Linked DNA regions of Oncorhynchus kisutch: region 1 is linked to region 2. Evidence: chromatin contacts called from public Hi-C data. All regions are on one chromosome and are shown on one strand. The core of a region is the stretch at or near the end of the contact, and the rest is flanking DNA. Distances in the headings are between cores, read along the strand shown. Region 1 holds the start of LOC109865655 (mitochondrial import receptor subunit TOM20 homolog). Region 2 holds the start of LOC109865846 (microtubule-associated proteins 1A/1B light chain 3C).

What was found. A called contact is a pair of places that touch in the nucleus more often than the background predicts.
Region 1: a Hi-C map of liver shows a contact between it and region 2, with 10 times the contacts expected there. The contact joins the promoter of LOC109865655 here to the promoter of LOC109865846 in region 2. A contact is called at or near these places in 2 of 2 Hi-C or Micro-C datasets (liver and muscle).

Annotation. Positions count from the first base shown.
Region 1 is chrLG20:39,310,950-39,314,363 of Okis_V2, reverse strand. LOC109865655 (mitochondrial import receptor subunit TOM20 homolog) reads right to left here and starts at 1,909. Exons shown (of 5, transcript XM_020453987.2): 1 at 1,592-1,909; 2 at 190-236. The coding sequence starts at 1,715.
Region 2 is chrLG20:39,130,322-39,133,852 of Okis_V2, reverse strand. It overlaps LOC109865846 (microtubule-associated proteins 1A/1B light chain 3C), which reads right to left and starts at 1,780. Exons shown (of 4, transcript XM_020454315.2): 1 at 1,645-1,780; 2 at 1,508-1,563; 3 at 1,311-1,417; 4 at 682-1,057. The coding sequence starts at 1,705. The coding sequence ends at 850. It overlaps LOC109865652 (striatin-like), which reads left to right and starts at 2,552. Exons shown (of 17, transcript XM_020453983.2): 1 at 2,552-2,937. The coding sequence starts at 2,719.

The DNA.
Region 1 (3,414 bases), core at 660-3,159, 180 kb before region 2:
TCAGTCATACCCAGCCATCACCTTGCCGTGTCCCAATACATGCCAGTGAAGATATCCTTTTTATTCCACTTGAGGTCATTGGAGATTATTTTCCACATGGTATCATCGGAAGTGTACTAGACATGACTTCTTTAGACGTGTGTTCATTGAGGAAGAATAGAAATAGTACCTTGAGGGGATTTTACTCACCTTTGACAGTCCTGTCCCCTGTTTTGCAGCCGCCTGATTTCTCCTCCCTGGGGCAGAGGTAAACACAATCACTGGTAATATAAATAGCTTTGGGGATTGCTCCTGTTTGTACTTAGACAACTTAGTTTCTCAGGCAATCCTACAATGCAAGACTATGATTAGGAACAGTAAGGAAGTCCCATTAACATCCTAAATTGACACCCTGAAGTACAACTTCGGCTTTGAACAAAGCTCCAAAATAATCCACACACCTTCCCTTGATAAAGTGGTTTACCCAGGTCAGAATCAGGAAATACTTAAGTGTAGCTGCTAAATAGCAAGTGTCAACTAGCCAAACAATCCTAGTTATTTTTTTCTGATAGAGTGATTAACTACCAGAGTGGAAGGTCAATTTAAAAAAGGCTAACAGAGGAACATGGCTCATTCAATTGCAGTAAAGCAGGTGTATAAAGCATTGTGGCCAGCTGACAGCCAAAATCCATCTTTCATACTGTAGTCCAGCTACAATTGTAGTCTAGTTAATGTGTGACTGGAATGTGATCTGTATAGGATTTTTATTGTGACATGCATCCATATGTGTATTCTAATTGGCTCCTGTATTACAGTGAGGGATTCTGGGTAGAAGACAAGGCAGAACTGCCATTATGTACTGTGTGGAGGTGTATTTATTTTAGATCCCCTTATGAGTTATGCAGTCTCATCATTAAAGTTTGCAGTCTAATGCTCTGTAGGCGCATTATCAGCTTCTTCATACCGACAACCCATGGCCTTACATGAGTAGTAGGCCTGGATAGAGTAACACCAGGGATATCCAGGTTGCTCTAATACAGGAGCCAATTAGAATACACATATGGATGCATGTCACAATAAAAATCCTATACAGATCACATTCCAGTCCCACATTAACTAGACTACAATTGTAGCTGGGCTACAGTATGAAAGATGGATTTTGGCTGCTTGGCAAGCTCTATGTCTGATATGGCTAGTAGCCTAGAATGGTTGGTTTAGGTTACATAACAGTTCAAAACACACCATCAATGAATGAATCAGGGTAGGTGCAGCTTTCCATGTCTGAATTCAACTTAACAGAACGCTTGTTGTGAGTGAGTAGGAAGTACATTAATACATGATAAAGGAGGTAGTTAACAGAGAAACGCTCAACTCTATAAGAGAACAGAGTTGAGTTGCTATGCGCTAGTTAGGTGCAGGACTTTTGGGGTTAGCAGTGCGCTGACAATGAATCAGATCTAGTGCACAAACCATTAACGTAACCATGCAAGCTTCTATACTTCGCCAATTGGGTATAGTTAAACGAGTTCGGCCTGGCTCGGGCATTTAGTTGCACCTCAGGTCTCCCAAACAAAGACCGGAGCGGGTTGCAAAGGACGTGGACAACACTCACGTTCTCGCAGCCTGTTCTTGAAGTTGGGGTCACTCCGTCTTTTCTTGTCGAAGTAGATGCAGTAGCCAACGAACAGAGCCCCGCAAACACCGGCGGCTATCGTGCTCGATTTACCGCCCATCATCACTTCCGAAATGGTTGATATTTCTATGTTAACAAAGATAATATTTCAATTTTGGCTTATATCAAAGGTGGTACATGACCTCACACAGTCGCAAGTTCGCAGCAAAAAGGACCAGTAGGACCGCTGACTAATTTGACAGCTAGGGTGTCCGCATTGAACGCCTGATCGAAAATAATACACATTTAATTCCCAATCACATGATATCTCCGATAGCGTATGCATTTGATTGAATATAAAGTGTTGTATGTTGAACCCAGATGGGGGGGGTTAGGATTTCTTTAAATCAATGTAAGTAGTATTGGATCGCATTGAAATGTAAGTGCCACAAGGGAGCAGTAGCGATTCATTAAAAAAAGAAGCAGCAGGCTAATGATTACATTTGATACAATTAAACAGTATTTTCTCCAGAGTAAGAAAAATAGAAACAATTCAGCTACGACTATAGGTATTTTGACTAATCTGGGGTAGACTACACAGCAGCAAACAATGGCCAAGTGAAATATTGAACAGTAGGCTACATGGTGTGGCACAATCATTTAGACCAGTAAGACAACATGTACAAATTTGCTTTCGCTATGCTCAATTCATTTACGAAAAATGATGCCAGTTGCTCTGAGCCTTGCTCCTATGCCTGTCTGGCCTTAGTTTGCACTTTTCATCTCCCAGATGATAGCTAATCCCTAGAAGTGCTGCTCGACAGAACAGATGGTCAGCTGCATTACATGTGCAAGGCCAGGCAGCTGCAAAAATATACCACCTTGACTATTAGGCTTCTGAGGGCACATGCTCAGACCTGCAGTAATACAAACCATCAGGCATGCACATCCTTACATGGATTATATCATCACCAGACTGTGTCTGGTATTGCGTGCACCTTTGCCTTTAAATGGCAACTGAGTCGTTCTGCACCCCTTTCTGTGGCTGGTTGTTGTTTTACAGTTTAATAAAGGAATAGCTGAACCTTAGAGATTGGCGTCATTGACCACACGTCCCCAGTTGACAGGATTTTGGAAGAGGGTGTGTGCTTTTGAGGGGGTTTCCAGTTAAGCTGTGGGTGTGTGCTTGTGTGCGTGCATGTGTGTTTGTACAAGTGTGTGTTTGAACAAGCGTGTGTACACCTTCATACCCGTACTTATGTCTCTATGTGTGTGTGTATGTGAGCATGCATTGCATGTGTACTTCTTCATACTTACGTGTGTGTGTGCATGTATCAGTGGAGGCTGCTGAGGGGAGGATGATTCATAATAATGGCCAGAATGGAGTGAGCCGTCCTTCCCTCAGCAGCCTCCACTGGTATGTGTGTGTATGTGCGTGAATGTGTACACTTGTCTGTGGACAATTTACATGGTAGGAGGATTACCCGTCTGCCCTGTCGTCTCTCTCGCCAGTGGCTTAGCAGCTCGCACCTGGCATGCAGCTGGCTGAGGGTTTGGCGAAGAATTCACCCCTCAGGGACATCTAGCTCCGCCAGTGCCCGGGCTTGACGTGTCGCGGCTTAGCCAGAGGCTCATTGTCTCGCGGCGGTGGGTTATTATTACCATTACTCAATCGTTCCTGGAAACTGCTTTGGAAGCCCTACTGTATGTGATCCCAGTGCTTGTGTGTTCGGAGGTCTCCTAATCCATGCCATCACCCCAGGCCACATTATACATGTCTGTAGCAATTCCCTAGGAAACAAGTACTCTTGTCATTTGCTGGG
Region 2 (3,531 bases), core at 531-3,030:
AAATACTTTGTTGTATAGCCTGCCTGGAATGCCAGATAGAGGGTTGTGGTTTTGGGGCCATTATATTGGTTCATTAAGCCAAGCACACAGTTCAAGTAGTATTTAAACAGATCTGATCCCCAAAATGGCAAAAATGGACCCATATTGGATTGAATAGTTATGCATTGACACATGCAGCCATATTCTGATATTTTAACCAATCAGATATGTACAAGAACCTAGAGTATAGGAGTTGATTTGGAGGAATTGGGCAACAGGTCCTTCCTTGATAACTGATGCCTCAGAGTTCCTATTGAAGACAATGTCCAAGTCCACACATTTTGGGGAAATTAAATGAACGGGCACAAGTGACAAAAATAAGTGCAATAGCTGAAATTGCTGCACCATGTTTGCTAAAGTGCTAAGTTGTCAGACTGAAATTGGGCTCAAATATTGAATCAGTGTCCCGCTGGGAAATAACTCCTCAATAATTCAAATTTCTTAGCTGCTTTATGCTGGCATACAAACCCAAAAAGTTAAGACAACCTCTGAAATGACGCACAGAACAGATCTACGACTTCTTAAACATGTTTAACGAGAATGACAGACCGACACCTCCCATTTCTATGCAAATTTGTTTTTTTAGCCCAAAGGTACATATTGCCGCTTTAAGCAATCTAGCCAAAGTGACGTAATACAGAGCATGGTCCTCAAAAGTTTGAAACATTTATTACCTTAAAAACAATATACAAAAACATTGAGTAATATTAAATATCCATATATTGCATTTTATATCTATACACGAAGTTCAGTTATTGGGCCTGCCAAAAGCCGAGGCCTCACATTATCCAATCCTGTATTTATGTCTTCTCAAACATTTCCAGCAATTGGCAATGACTCTTCGTGGATTTCAACACAATTACCAAACATTTCTTGAGAAGCATAGGTCATGTAGAGAAAGCCATCGTCATCCTTGTGGTCCTTGTAGACTTGCGCCATGGTAAGAGACATGCTGGCCAGGCCACTATTATTGATAAGCAGGTAGAACGCTTGACTCTGCATCAGAGACATACGATTTCTGAAACGAGAACGTGCAGAGTATTGACAAGACGTACTCAAAATGTAGAAATTATCTTGCACAAAGTCAAGTAATTTAAAAGTAGTCACAGTCGCGCGCGGCACTCTAGGCTGATACATATCAGGTGATAACCAAGTTTGAAATTATGCACGAGTTCACAAACATTAAAATACATGATTTCAGTCATGTTAAGCCACGCTTGCCAAGTTAAATAAGCAATATTTCAGCTAAACGTTTCTCAAAGGAGACACACCTTATAATGGTGACAAACTGAGTCATGGAAAGTTCTTGGGGGACCAGGAATTTCGTTTTATCAAGAGGCGGCAAGTACTTCTCCCGTTGATACCTTTCAATGATAACCTGTGTGTGGGTGGAAAGGTCACTTTCAGAAGGTGCAAATTCAATGGAACGTAGAATACGGTTTTAGAAATAAGAAATAAGCGAACTTACCGGAATTTTTGTTGGAAACTTTGTTCGGATCCCCGCGACCTCCTGTTTTCTCGTGGCTGTTTGGGATGGAAAACGTGGATGAGATTATAAAGCAACGCATAGTCTACCACATGCGAAGCAACACATTCAATAATCACCAAAGCTTTTTCTCTGCTTGAAGGACTTGGGCTGCTGTGGTTTCTCAAATGGAGGCATCATGTGGGCAAGTGGCTCCTCTCTTCAATTGCTGCTGTCTGATCTAGGCTATAAAAAATGTAACCATGTGGATCAGCCAACAGAAATTAAATAGTGTGGTCGCAGTGACGTATCACCTCATTACCATGGGGTTGGGTCAGCACGCTTCATATGGCTAATGAATTGACCGTGCATAATGACTCGGCTGTGTGTAAAACCAATCCAAATGGTTAAGATCTAAATCTTGAAAATCTTAAATGTTTAATGTAATTGATGTTTGAAAAGAAGACTGTTTGAATTACCAAACATTATATAGAGGTAATTTAGTCATTAAAATATCTTACACACAAATCATACATAGAGGCCTTATAATATTCTCACACTAAAGTAGGCCCTACATCATGTGAGGGCAACATTTTGTTTAATGTATTTTCGTGGATTTCAAAGGACATGAAATTCAGTCGGGGTCGTGGATGATAGGCTTGGGTGTGTGTGCAATGTAAACAACTGGATTAATGGCTCAATGGAATGCATAGATACATTAATGGAATGTGCTATAATATATGAAATATGGCTACCACAGATACACTTCTGTAGCATACATTATGACATTTTCAATTTAAGTTACAAAAAAATCTACTCCGTAGGCCAATTAAAGAAAATGACAGTAAAAAAAGAGAGAACAAGCGAATTTTAGGTTGAAAATGCAGCTATATCTTCTTTGAACTTCAAATTCCATCATACGTAGGGTACAACAGTTGTCAACAGCGCATTTATATCCGATTGGCTTATTCCAGTGTGAATCGTGTAAATCGACCAATGGGTAAAGAAAACACTGGATGTGGGTGGGAGCTGAGTGTGAACGTCATCAATTGACAGCTGGCTGCTCCGACATGAATGTGCCTGCCCAGTAGAGAGAGCTGTAGGTAGCTATTTCCTTTCCATTTCATATCACAGGGGCGGTTAAAGGAAAACCCATCCGTCTGAGCACAGTCGTGCCAGCTTGTGCGAACTGAACCCACACACCTGGCCTGGGCATGGACGAACAGGCAGGGCCCGGCGTGTTCTTTAACAACAACAACAACTCGGGTTTGCCAGGCGCTGGCAAAGGACCGCAGCTGCCGGGCGACGTCGGTGGCGGAGAGGCGGCCAGGGCTCATTACAACATTCCGGGGATATTGCACTTTCTGCAACACGAATGGGCCCGCTTCGAGGTGGATAGAGCGCAATGGGAGGTGGAGCGAGCCGAATTGCAGGTAAACCACGTCAAAATGCCCTGCTTATTTTTGGTTGGGGGTTTACGGTGTTGAGTCCGCCCTAGGAAGATTGAAATTTGTGTCAGGAAGCTTACTCGCGCGCTACGGTCTTTGTGGCGAGAACTGCTCGAGCTACGTTGCTACTAGAGTAGTCTTGGTCGGATGACGTTAGGCACTATAGCCAACCTCGGTCCTGGGAAACCCTGTGCTAAGTCGGTTGAATAATATAAAATGATTCTGATGAACAGTGAAGTTGATTCATGCACTCAATAGGCATGAGTCTTTATTGTGCCTTATGACTTCTCTTAAATGCCATGTCGTAAATATATCAGGTAAGGCTATTAGCATAATGTGATGTGCAGGCCTTGTTTGAGTTGTAGCTCGCAGTGTAAAATTAAATATAAACGCAACAATTTCAAATAATTTACTGATTTACGGTTAATAAAAGGAAATCAGTCAATTGAAATACATTTATTAGCCACTAATCTTTGGATTTCACATGACTGGTAATACAGATATGCATATGTCGGTCACAGATACCTTAAAAACAACATACGGTCGTAGACGTCGATCCAGAGCATCCCACACATGCTC